Regions from separate parts of the Hordeum vulgare genome. Here region 1 is linked to region 2. The links are chromatin contacts, called in public Hi-C maps. All regions are on one chromosome and are shown on one strand. Each heading gives the region's core, a stretch centred on a gene start, on an enhancer-like site or on the middle of the called end of the contact. The rest is flanking DNA. Distances are from core to core; before and after follow the strand shown. Region 1 holds the start of LOC123430633 (cytochrome P450 704C1-like). Region 2 holds the start of LOC123430631 (xyloglucan galactosyltransferase XLT2-like).

Region 1 (6,311 bases), core at 3,109-5,608, 280 kb before region 2:
CCAGCTTACTAAACTTATTTGAGGCCCACAACTTGTTACAATGGACGACAATTAAATTACACTACCGAAATAATGATCCATGTTGTTTATTTCGCGTGTAAGGCCCATAAGTTAGCAAGCCAGCTGTCCACGAATGTCCGCAACACTATTTCTTGGGCGTGTCTATGTCTCGCTTCACTAGAGACAGAGGGCTGCCTCGCTTGAAGGCGACCACCAGACTGGGTCGGCCAATGCGCGGGAGGCCACAACCTCATTCAACTATATATATTTAAAAACATTTATATAAAACTATGTTTCCAAATATTCAACCTCATTCAACCTCATTTGGTTATGTTTCCAAATATTCAACCTCATTCAACCTCATTTGGTTATGTTTCCAAATAACCAACTATATATATTTAAAAACATTTATATAAAAGATTTGAAAAATGTTAATCAAGAATTTGAAAAATGTTAAATCTCTATAGATTTTTTTTCATATATAGGAAACATATATATAATATAATATACAATGTGTATGAAAGATGTTGGTTCAATAGTTTCAATGTTTTTAATCAAGTACTTGAAAAACGTTAATCAAGCATTAAAATACGTTAAATCGATCATTTAAAAATGTCAAATGTGCATACAAAAAGTATTCCCATGTGTACGAAACTGTGTACAAAAAGTATTGTATATGTATTTAAATATTGTTGATCATGTATATAGAAAATATTAAATATGTATAAAAAATTGTTGACCATGTATCTTGTACATGTTCAACATGTATAAAAAAATGCCAAACTTGTGTTGAACATTTTGTTAATGGCAATAAACCTTTCTTCAAATACATCAGAAGAAATTATATTATATACTTTTTAAACTCTATGTGGGGGAGTATACCTCTCGCTTCAAGCGAAATATAGCTGCCATGTTATATGTCGCTAACGGCGAGACGTATCTTAGGGCATGAGGGATTGTGCCGTGTCAGTAGTATAAAGCTTCTGTCTTGATTTTTTCTGCTTTCTTTTTTTTACCCATTTCTTCAGTTTCTCGAATTTATGCATTTATTCATTGATTTTTTTCGTGCTTTCTCCTTTTTGGATTCTTTTATTTCTATTTATTTTTCTTCAACATATGTTACTTTATTTTAATACACATCGTACATTTTTAGTATATGTTAGGAATATTTTTTTGTTACAGGTTGAATATTTTTCAAATACATGATCTACATTTTTCGAATACATGGTGAGTATATTTTTTCAATGCATATCAAACATTTTGTATGGCTTAAAACCTTTTGTATATCTATCCAAACATTTTTTAAATTATATGAACAATTTTTTGAAACTCGTAAAAAATTATTTAGGATGTGATTTACCTTTTTAATGGTACTTAACATTTGTCATACTAATACGAACATTTCTTACATTGTATAAACAAGTTTCACAAAATTCACGTACATTTTCTGAAACACGTGACATTTTTGAAAATGATACAAATATATTTTTTCTGAATTATGTGAATATATTTTGACATGTGTATAAAAAATACTCCCTCCTTTCCAAAATAAATGTCGCAAATTTATAACTAAATTAATAAAAATTTTGTACTAAGTCAGCGACACTTATTTTGAGACGGAGAGAGTAGATAGGATAATTTTTTTTGAAGTAAGCGAAGATTTTATGAATGTCACGAATATTGTTTGTCAAATGCTACCAATACTCTTTACAAGCTATGTGGACTTTTTATACTTCATGTACCTTTTTAATAATTAATTAAATATATTTAAATATAATTAGTATCCATTTAAAAAATATAGATATTGTAATAAACTAAAAATATATATATGCACTAGGAGCCGATCGTTCCTCCAGCTATGGGCCCGCCCATCTAGACGGGCGCATGAGGCGAGGGCTTCCTCAGTCTCGCTAGAAGTGAGGCAAAGCCCCTCCGATGAATGTCAAACGAAGGCAGAAACGAAGCAAATCTCTTATGTGGTGGTGTTGGTAATATTGTTTTATGTGGGTTTCTTTCTGTAAAGTTTGCTTGATGTGTCATGTCTGGGCCTTTCTGATAGTTTCCGCATGTATGTGAACGTCCTACAAATCACAGTTGTCATCCATCTTGCCGAACGCTCGATCACCCATGACGCAAGCGCATCGTGACTGTTGTCTATGTTGACAGGCGTTGATCGACAGTTTCGTTAAGAGCCTACTGACCGTCCTCGTGCGGAGGGCTTTCAAATTAATTCTGTGCAATTAACTGCTGCGTAATAAATTAATTGATTATGTACATGCTTAATTATATACATATCAAATTAATGGGCAATTAAAAAATTGTAATCTGATTATATAATTATATACAGTCTGAATTAACTGCATGCATAATCAGTTTATTGCATTAATGAGACAGTTTGCAAATTGATCTGACCGAGAAATATATATATTTAAATGAACCTAATTAATTGCACATTTAGTTATTTTGCTACTCCCTCCGTCACGGTTTAGAAGGCACAGTTAAACTTGCGTGCGTTTTCAAAATAGACAAGATTTAAGGCGCGATAGCAATTACTTCTATTAGTTAGTACTAATACTACTCATGCATGCGTCCTCCCAATTTGCTGCTCACACATTAGTAATAGTATTTTCTCAGTTAATTAGGCGCATTAGCATTTACACCTGCTACATCTTACAACCAATCTATGACTAACTTGGTTCCAGAGATTTTTCAAACGTGTCTTCTAAACCGTGACGGAGGGAGTAACTAATTACATTTATGGTTTGATTTTCAAATAGATCTAAATGGTTACATGCATATTAGCCGAGTATATAAAATTTGACATAAAAAAACAAAAATATAGGTCATAAGAACATAAAATTTATATTTGATGTATATTTTATGCTATGTTTTTAAGTTTGTAACTTTACATAGCATGAAATATTTTTTACGGTAATTTTTTTTCTTATTTTATCTTTTTAGGTATGAAAAAAAAAATTGCGAACCGTAAAAATATGGTGCATTAATGGGAAAATAAATGGGGATGAAGAATAAATATTCCTCACCGAATGATACATCCTACCATCCAGGGCTAGTTACCACGCATGTTCCATATACTATCATGCGTTAGTTTATGTACTTATTTATCATTTTAATTACGTTTATATATTATATATATGAGTTTTCAAAGTGGGTTACATGAAAAAATACAAGTTAACCCATTGTTTTTATTATATTTGTGAAATACGTATATATTTGTACGTAAAAAAGAGCATACATAAAATATGATATATAGTGCAAAAAGTTATGTATATACTATCTTAAACATTATTATATACTCCCTCCGTCCCAAAATTCTTGTCTTATATTTGTTTAGATATGAATGTATCTAGTCATGTTTTACTATTTTGATACATCCATTTCTAGACAAACCTAAGACAAGATTTTTAAGACGAAGGGAGTACTACATAGTACACGTACATACACTCTGATTTGATAGATAGTACATACAACATACAAAATGCAAGTGATGGTATACAATATAGAAACTTTATTCATCACCCAGGATGCAGAATAGTTTTTTCTTCATCCGAGTTAATATAATAATCAATTTATATGTAAATTATATTAAAATAAAAATAGTTATATTTATATTAGATCATTAAGTAAAATTTGACAAAAAAAATATAGGTCACAAGACTAGGAAAAAATTATTATTTTTTTGCATTTTTGCACTTTTTTTTATGTTCGTAAATTTGCGTGACATAAAGTATTTTAATGTTGATTATAATTTTTAGGTCTCTTTTACGTATAAAATAAGACAAAATTTACGAAACATAAAATTACGGTGCGTTGATGTTAAAATAGAGAAGGATGAAGGATAACTATTTCCTCATCCAGGATGTGAATAGCGTGTATATATATAGAGACACACACATGAAAATATATTGAATGGTGATTTCAATGGTTTTTTTTTCTTTTTGCAATGAGTGATTTCAATGGTATTGATTTGGTATTGTGAATGTTAATAATTTTTTGTTTGGACTTGGTCAAAGTTTAAAAGTTTGACTTGAGACTAATATGCGAGGTGATTGAAAATGGAAGGACTATTATTTTGCGGGAATCTATTGATTAGTATTATGTGACTGGTTCAAAGAAAATAAAATGGAAAATCTCCACGGGAAGCAGGCGAAATGAAGCGATGATCTACTCACATCTGACTGCTGCCTACTTTAAACATCAATTTGGCTGGTCCTGAATCCTGATGTGGGGTTTACAATTTACAACCCCAACTCTTGGATTTTTCCCAGGTTTTGGCTGTTCCTTACCGTAGTTATTAGTACCTTTTTTCGTTAACTCAAACGGCACGTCGACGAACCCATCTCAACGATCTGGCTTTCGTCTTCTCCACGTGTGTTGAAAACGAGAAGATGAGCCAAATTGCCAGTTAAAAGAAGAGAACAAGGCGCCTTCCTGAAATTGTGTGCATCTCACCCGCAGTCTCGCACCCAAGCCTTGATCCTCCTCAATCCACACGGCACACGCCACGCGCCAGCACGCCCGGCGTCCTCGCACCGGTGACCCGTCACGGCCATGGGTTCACCGTTGAGCCAGCAGCCCACGCTGCTGGCGCTGTCGCTGCTCCTCCTGGCCCTCTACCTGGCGCGCCACGCCCTGCTCGGCAAGCGGCGGAAGTACCCGCCCGTGGCCGGCACCATGCTCCACCAGCTCTTCAACTTCGGCCGGCTGGCCGAGTACCAGACGGAGCTCTCCCAGAGGTACCGCACCTTCCGCATGCTCACCCCGACCTGCAACTACGTCTACACCGTGGAGCCCGCCAACGTGGAGTACATCCTCCGCACCAACTTCGCCAACTACGGCAAGGGCACCATGACCCACGACGTGCTGGAGGACCTCCTCGGCGACGGCATCTTCAACGTCGACGGCGCCATGTGGCGGCACCAGCGCAAGGTCGCGAGCTTCGAGTTCTCCACCCGGGTGCTCCGCGAGTACAGCAGCGGCGTGTTCCGCGACACGGCCGCCCAGCTCGCGGGCATCGTGGCCGCCGCCGCCGCCGCCGGGGAGAGGGCTGACATGCAGGACCTGTTCATGCGGTCGACGCTGGACTCGATCTTCACCATCGGGTTCGGGGTCAGCCTGGGCGCGCTCTCCGGGTCCAGCCAGGAGAGCGCGGCGTTCGCCAGGGCCTTCGACGACGCCAACGAGCAGGTGCTGTACAGGTTCTTCGACCCGCTCTGGAAGGCCAAGAGGCTGCTCAACGTCTCGTCGGAGGCCGCCATGAAGCGGTCGGTGCGCACCATCAACGACTTCGTGTACGCCGTCATCGACAAGAAGATGGAGCAGATGGGCAGAGATCAACAAGAATTCGTAAGCTTTTCCCTCTTGCAAACACTAAATTGCGCCGCCGCCTGGTAGGTGGCAGCAGCAAATCTGGCGTCGTGACATTTGCTGACTTGGCAGGCCAAGAAAGAGGACATCCTGTCGAGGTTCCTGCTGGAGAGGGAGAAAGACCCCGGCTGCTTCGACAACAAGTACCTCCGGGACATCATACTCAACTTCGTGATCGCCGGCCGCGACACGTCGGCGGGGACGCTGTCGTGGTTCCTCTACGTGCTGTGCAGCAAGCAGCGCATCCAGGACAAGATCGCGAGGGAGGTGCGGGAGGCCACCACCGGCGACCGGCACGTCGGCGCGCAAGAACTCACGGCGTGCCTCACAGAAGACGCCATCAGCAACATGCCGTACCTCCACGCCGCGCTGACGGAGACCCTCCGGCTGTACCCGGCTGTGCCCATCGTGAGTCAGCTCACCCGATCCCTACCCCTAGCGCATTATAAGTAATCTACTTCTGTGCTGTGTGGACCGGGCGTCACCATCAGTATGGTTTTGTTGGTGTAGGATGTCAAGTACTGCTTCTCGGATGACACGCTGCCGGACGGGCACGCCGTGAGGAAAGGGGACATGGTGAACTACCAGCCGTACCCGATGGGCAGGATGAAGTTCCTGTGGGGCGACGACGCCGAGGAGTTCAGGCCGGAGAGGTGGCTCGACGGCGACGGCGTGTTCGTCCCGGAGAGCCCCTACAAGTTCACGGCCTTCCAGGTGAGCACGCGTAACCAAATCATCACAGGACCAGACTACGACCTGAACCGTACAGAGCTATCCATATTCACGTGACGTTTACGTTTGTCGTGGTGTCTGGCATAGGCGGGGCCTCGGATCTGCTTGGGGAAGGAGTTTGCGTATAGGCAGATGAAGATATTTGCGGCAGTTCTTCTCTACCTCTTCAGGTTTGAGATGTGGGAGGGCGA
Region 2 (6,786 bases), core at 3,688-6,187:
TAACATGTGAGGTCGTTTCGGAGATGCTATATGTCATTTCCGACCTCATTTAAAATGCCTAGATAGGTAGATTAATTGCGCGTCACCTCTTGCCATGTTTAATCACATTTAATATTGTCGTGTACCTAATCGGGATTGAACTAAATAAATTAACGTGGAGTTTCGTCAATATGCAACTCGTTGCATATTGAACTTCACTTAATGTGTAGTGTTTGATTGTGTGAATTGCCATGCCATGACTTGCATGTATTCAGCTGCTCATGCATCATTTGTGCTGTGCATCGTGTGGTGAATTCCGTGTGTTGATTTGTGTTTCCGGTTTGCTTCGTCTCGTTAGAGTTCCGTGGCGTGCCGGATTGTGAGGACCCGTTCGACTACGTCGGTCCGTCTGCTTCACGGAGGCATTCTTCTTCCAAGCGGGATCTCAGGCAAGATGACCATTGATGGGGTTATAGTCCTAGGGTAGGGTCATAGGCCTGCCCTATAAGTCCTAACCAAGGACTACCCTTCATAAGGGATAAGGCCCTTAGTCAGTTCCGACTGAATTAAGGACTTCCCATCATCCAGTCGGTTATGAATCCTCCATCATCCAGTCGGAGATAAGCATTCAGAGTGTATCAAGCTAACCGACTGGATTCCACTCTGTGTATTATAACCCCCCAGGAGGGAAACGGTCATACGTTTTCCATGTGCCTTTATTAGCATTTAAGACATACGTTACCTGTAACGTAGGCATTTATTCGCCACTACTCCACCCCTGTGCACCGAACCGTTGTGAAGGGCAGCACACTCTATATAAGCCACCCTTCCCCACTGGTGCAGGGGTTAGCAATTCACTGTAATCCATATTCCACTCGACAACAAGCTCCCAGAGCACTGAGACGTAGGGCTATTACCTCCACCGTAGAGGGGCCTGAACTCATACAACCTCGCCATAGCTAAGGCTCTGCCCATCCTTTCGTACCCTACACATCTACTGTCAGACTTATACCCACGACAACCATTTCCCCAGATACCATTACTATCATTGCCATGCTAGTTTTATCGTTTCGGTCGTTATGTCTCGTTGCTTACCACATGTTAAATATCAGCCTCTCAACAATGCCATGAAAACCTTCAACCTGTTCAACCTAGCAAACCACTGATTGGCTATGTTACTGCTTGCTTAACCCTGTGTTAGTGTTGCTAGTTGCAGGTGCAGTTGCTTCCATGTGAAAACATTGGTTCCTTGTTATATCACCATATTAAATGCTATTTAATTTAATGCACCTATATACTTGGTAAAAGGTGTAAGGCTCGGACTTTCTAGGCTGGTGTTTTGTTCCACCTTTGCCCCCTTAGTTTCCGGCTACCGGTGTTATGTTCCATAATTGAGCGCTCCTAACACGATCGGGGTTGTTATGGGGACCCCCTTGATAATTCGTTTTAGATTAAGACTGGTCTGGCAAGGCCCAACTTTGGTACTACATTTGCCTAAACACCTAATATAATTGCATAGGGGCTTTCCGGACCCCGAGGATAATTTAATCAACCCCCGGGCCAGTGCTCCTCATGAGTGTTGGTCCAAATTGGCAGACTACGGGGCCACCTCGGGGCAACCCGAGGTTTGGTTCTCCTAGTGTAACCCATCCGTCGTGTCGTGAGAACGAGATACGCGGCTCCTATCGGGTTCGTCGACACGTCGGGCGGCCTTGCTGGATTAGTTTTACCTTTGACGAAATATCTTGTGCATCGGGATTTCGGTGATGCTTTGGGTAATCTGAGAGTTGAGGTTTTCCACTAGGGAATTCGACGAGATCGCGAGCTTCGTGATTGAGGATTTCTATGCAGCTTGTGGTAATTTGTGATGGACTAGTTGGAGCACCCCTGCAGGGTTAAATCTTTTGGAAAGTCGTGCCCGCAGTTATATGGCAACGTGGAAGCTTTGTTTAACACTGGTTCTAGATAACTTGAAGTTAACTTAATTAAAATATGCCAACTGTGTGTGTAACCGTGACTGTCTCTTTCGTGAGTTCCTTCTCCGATCGAGGACACGGTGGGGTTATGTCTGACGTAGGTAGGTGTTCAGGATCATTCATTTGATCAACAGTATTTCACGTCCGCTATGCGTAGATCTTTCCCCTCTTATTTCTTGTACTCGTAAGTTTAGCCACCAAATATCTGCTTAGCCGCTACTGCAACCTCACCACTTATCCATACCTCACCCATTAGGCTTTGCTAGTCTTGATACCTTTGGAAATGAGATTGTTGAGTCCCCTGTGGCTCACAGATTACTACAACACCAGTTGCAGGTACAGGTAAAGGTTACTTGACGTGAGCGCGTTGATTGTTCATTTGGAGTTGCTTCTTCTTCTTCTTCTTCTTCTTCTTCGATCTAGCATGGGTTCCAGGCCGGCAGCCTGGGATAGCAAGGATGGACGTCGTTCTTCTTTTGTCGTTTGTTTTCGTCCGTAGTTGGACCCTGCTCTTACTCTTGATGATTATGTAATGTACTGAAGCGACTCTGATGTAACTTGTGGCGAGTGTAAGCCAACTCTGTTATATACCTCTTCTTTTCAATACATGTACTTGTAACGATATCCATTCTTGCGACACGACGAGATGCGCTTCTATCCGTGACGAGGCCTTCGTGTCAAATTGAGGATAGGGTCGCATCTTGGGCGTGACACATTGCTAGCCTATGGCTAGATGATCTGGGTGATAATGTCCTTCTAAAAGACAGATATCCTGATCTCTTTGAAATTTTCTTAGATAAGGAGTATAAATCATTTAACTTCTTTTAGGAGAAGATTATCTCCAGTTATGCTCCAGAAATGGGATGAAATGAAACAATACGTATTGGATAAAATTTGTGCAGATGAGGATGATGAAATATACTGGAAATTAGATAATTCCAGAGAATATTCCACTAAAACTATGTATAGATGGTTAGAGAGGAACCTTGAGGGGGCCAATTATAAGTGGATTTGGGGGACTAAGATTCCTTTGAAGATTCAAATCTTCCCGTGGCAGTTATTTGAAAACTTCATTCTTACTATCGATAATATGAGGAAACGCCAGTGGCAGGGGGGCCTAAATGTTCTTTTTGTGATGAACTTGAATCGGCGCAGCATCAGTTCTTTGGGTGCTCGGTGGCCAATGTTGTTTGGAGAACTGTTGGTGCTATTTTTGGTACGAGTTATATTCCAAAAACGATTTGGCAGGTTTATTCTTGGTTGTATGCTTTTTTGCCGGGCTTATGCGAGATTTATATTATTGGCTTAGCTGCAGTTTGTTGGTCTATATGGCTGGCTCGGAATCGGGCTACTTTTGAAAAGAAGTGGATTAACACTCCTTTTGAAATTGCTTTCACAACATGTGCGTTTGTTGAATACTCGGCAGGTATGCAAAAACCGGCGATGGCGGAGACTGTCAAGAAAGGGGCTCAATTGCTAAAAGAGAGCGCATCCCAGATACTGCTGCTATGTGGACCACCAAGGCCAGAATCGACCGAACAGGCAGAGGAGGAAGAAGCCTGGGAGGAGTGGTAAGTGCAGGAGAAGATGACGATCCCTTGGCGATGGATTTTGCTGGTTACAGTGCAAATAGCTTGGTGCCCTCGTGATAGCTTTTGAAATTCTATGAGTCTGTGAAACTTTCGTTTTATCTTGTGCTCTTTTGTGAGCCTGGTCTGGTTATGGTTGTTGGGAACCCTCGTAGTGGTGCTGGTTCATGGTAGTGTAACTTTTGATCTTTTGCGTAGTATCGGATGATATCAGGTTTTCGCCCCGCAGTTTGTGTTCCTGATGACAGGCATAAATGGTGGGTTTCCTGATATTGTTACGAACTCGCTTTTTTCCCTTTCCCCCTCTTTCTGGTTCTGGTCTCAAAAACATTGTATTTCCGTTATGAAAGTAATGGAAAGGGGAGAAAGCCCGGTTCCAAAATAATAAATAAAAGTGTCATGCTAAAATTTAAAACTACCATTCTCAGGATAAAAATTCCATGAACAAGAAAAACATAAAATTATAAACTTTAGAAAATGCCATGCTTTGAAAAAAGTGGCGTGTTACTTTATAAAATTATCACCCTCTCGATAATTGTTTTTATCTCGATGCACTCCAAAAATAAAATGGTGATGCCATTAAAAATAAAAAAATTCATCCTCTCAAACATTAAAATTCCAAGCCTATTTATATAATACAAAAATGCAGTTCTTTAATTTATAAAAATGCATCATATTGTTAATAAAAATCTCATGCACTAATAAAACACCATGCGACTAAAAACGAAAATGGCATCTCTCAATAACAAAAATGTCATTCTATTATTGTTAAAAATTGCATCATATTGTTAATAAAAATGCCATATGCTTAGTAATAAAACTTCCATGCCATTTAAAATAAAAAAATGCCGTGTCTAAATAATAAACACAAAATCATCTTTAAAAAGCTCGTGCTGTGAAAAAAATATTATCATGTCAGAAAATGAGAAAAACTGGGATTTACGACATTGAATAATAAATGTGAATTTTAAACACAAAAATACATAAAAGGCCCTCTCAACCCAAAAGTTCATTTGGCGTGAGCTTTGCACCGAGATTCATATCCCCTTCATTTCATAATGTAATGCATCCGTGTTTCTCGAGATTTAAGTTCAATAATAAATTTAGCCAACCTGACCTGCGGCGAAAGCAAAAAATTATATCGCTGGAAAAAATCATATATGAATTGAATGATATAATTTTTGCTTTCGTCGGAGTCGTTACTTTGATCAAATTACAGTTAAATTTGAACGGTGATAAGTACGGAGGCACTACATTATAAAACAGAGAAAGTGCGACGGAAGGGAGAAGGTTCACCGGGGTTAGAGCATCTTGGCAGAACGGTTGGCCAGATAATATTTCCCTAAGAAAAAGTGTCGAGCAAAGATGCCCTTGGCCGGAGTCTACCTGAAGTCTCAAGTGTCGAGCACGCAATGCTGAACAACCTTAACCCAAAGCAGGGCAAGTCGTCTGCCACTACTCCCAATCTGCACGACTTCCCCCAGCACAGCACAGCACAGCCCAGCACAGCGCGATCTCCGGCCATCTCCATCCGTCCCCATCTCCGAATCCCCACGCTCCTCTCCCCGTACTGCGCCCCCACGTTCTCCCCTCGCGCTGGTGGTCCGTCCTCTCCCAGCTCGCCTCAAATCATCCCCACGCCGACGCCGCGATCCACAGCAAGCTCAGAGCTCCTCCACCCCACCCAGGCACCCGCCATGGCCGGGATGTACCGTCCCGAGCCGCAGAACCCCGCCGCGCGCCGCCCGCGCCTCGTCGTCATCCTCCTCGGCTCATTCTTCGCCTTCCAGCTCCTCCTCTTCGTCGCCTTCCGCTCCGCGCCGCCACCCAAGCTGGCCTCCACCGCTGCCGCAACCTCCTCTCCCGTTCCGGAGCCGCCGCCCAGCCGCGGCCCCGAGGACTCCGGCTGCGGCGGCGGGCTCGTGTACGTCTACGAGCTCCCCGCCGTCTTCAACGAGGATCTGCTCGCCATGTGTGATACGCTCATGCCGATGTACTCGGTTTGCCCCTACCTCGCCAACGACGGGCTCGGGTTCCCGGCGGAAGGGACCAGCTTGTCGGCGATCCTGCCGGCCGAGCTTCTTGGGCCGTGGCACTCCTCCGACCAGTTCGCGCTCGAGCACATCGTCCACCGCCGCCTGCTCTCGCACCGGTGCCGCACCACCGACCCGGCGCGGGCCCAGGCGTTCTTCGTGCCGTTCTACGCGGGGCTGGCCGTCGGGCGCCACCTGTGGTCGGCGAACGCCACGGACGCCGACCGGGACAGGGACTGCGTCGCGCTGCTCTCGTGGCTCCACGCGCAGCCGTACTACAAGCGGTCCAATGGCTGGGATCACTTCCTCGCGCTGGGCCGCATTACCTGGGACTTCCGCCGCAGTCCGAGCGGCGGGTGGGGCGGCAGCTTCCTCGCCATGCCCGGGGTCGCCAACGTCACCCGCCTCGTCATCGAGCGCGAGCCATGGGACGCCATGGACGTCGGCATACCGTACCCGACCGGATTTCACCCGCGCACCGCGGCCGACGCGCGCGCGTGGCAGCAGTACGTCACGTCAGTCCCGCGCCCCAGGCTCTTCGCCTTCGCCGGCGCGCCGCGGTCGGCCATCAAGGGGGACTTCCGGGCGTTGCTGCTCAACGATTGCCAGGCCGCGGGGGCCGAGTGCGGCGCGCTGGACTGCGCCGAGGGCAAGTGCATCAAGGACAACGGGCTCGTCCTGGAGCTGTTCATGGGCGCGCGGTTCTGCGTGCAGCCGCGCGGGGACAGCTTCACGCGCCGCTCGCTGTTCGACTGCATGGTGGCCGGGGCCGTGCCGGTGCTGTTCTGGCGGCGGACCGCGTACCTTCAGTACCACTGGTATCTGTCGACTAAGGACGGCCAAGAAGGGGAGTGGTCGGTCTTCATCGATCGCGACGAGCTGCGAGCCGGTAACGTGACCGTGCGCGGCGTGCTGGCGGCCATCCCAGAGGAGCGGGTGCGGAAGATGAGGGAGCGCGTGGTGGAGATGATACCGCGGTTGGTTTACTCCGCCGCGGACAAGGATGGGCTCGGCGGCGGCATGAAGGACGCCATGGACGTCATGATCGACGGCATGCTGCGGCGGGTCGCTGAGCAGCGCCGGAATTGGAAGAGGACGTAATTTTGTTAGTGGAGAGGACCAAACTGTCAAAACGATCATTCTTTTTTGCTTTCTTGTTCAGATTCCTTTTGTGAACAGTTAAAGATTAAACATCACCACTTGTAGCCG

Evidence for each region. Hi-C and Micro-C count contacts between places; a contact is called where the count stands out from the background.
Region 1: a contact with region 2 is called in a Hi-C map of seedling, with 2.6 times the contacts expected there. The contact joins the promoter of LOC123430633 here to the promoter of LOC123430631 in region 2. A contact is called at or near these places in 1 of 6 Hi-C or Micro-C datasets (seedling) and 1 of 1 datasets of contacts at active chromatin or transcription factors (embryo).

Annotation. Positions count from the first base shown.
Region 1 is chr2H:583,975,631-583,981,941 of MorexV3_pseudomolecules_assembly, reverse strand. It overlaps LOC123430633 (cytochrome P450 704C1-like), which reads left to right and starts at 4,358. Exons shown (of 4, transcript XM_045114487.1): 1 at 4,358-5,367; 2 at 5,461-5,796; 3 at 5,899-6,102; 4 at 6,208-6,311. The coding sequence starts at 4,573.
Region 2 is chr2H:583,691,140-583,697,925 of MorexV3_pseudomolecules_assembly, reverse strand. LOC123430631 (xyloglucan galactosyltransferase XLT2-like) reads left to right here and starts at 4,937. Exons shown (of 1, transcript XM_045114485.1): 1 at 4,937-6,786. The coding sequence starts at 4,957. The coding sequence ends at 6,678.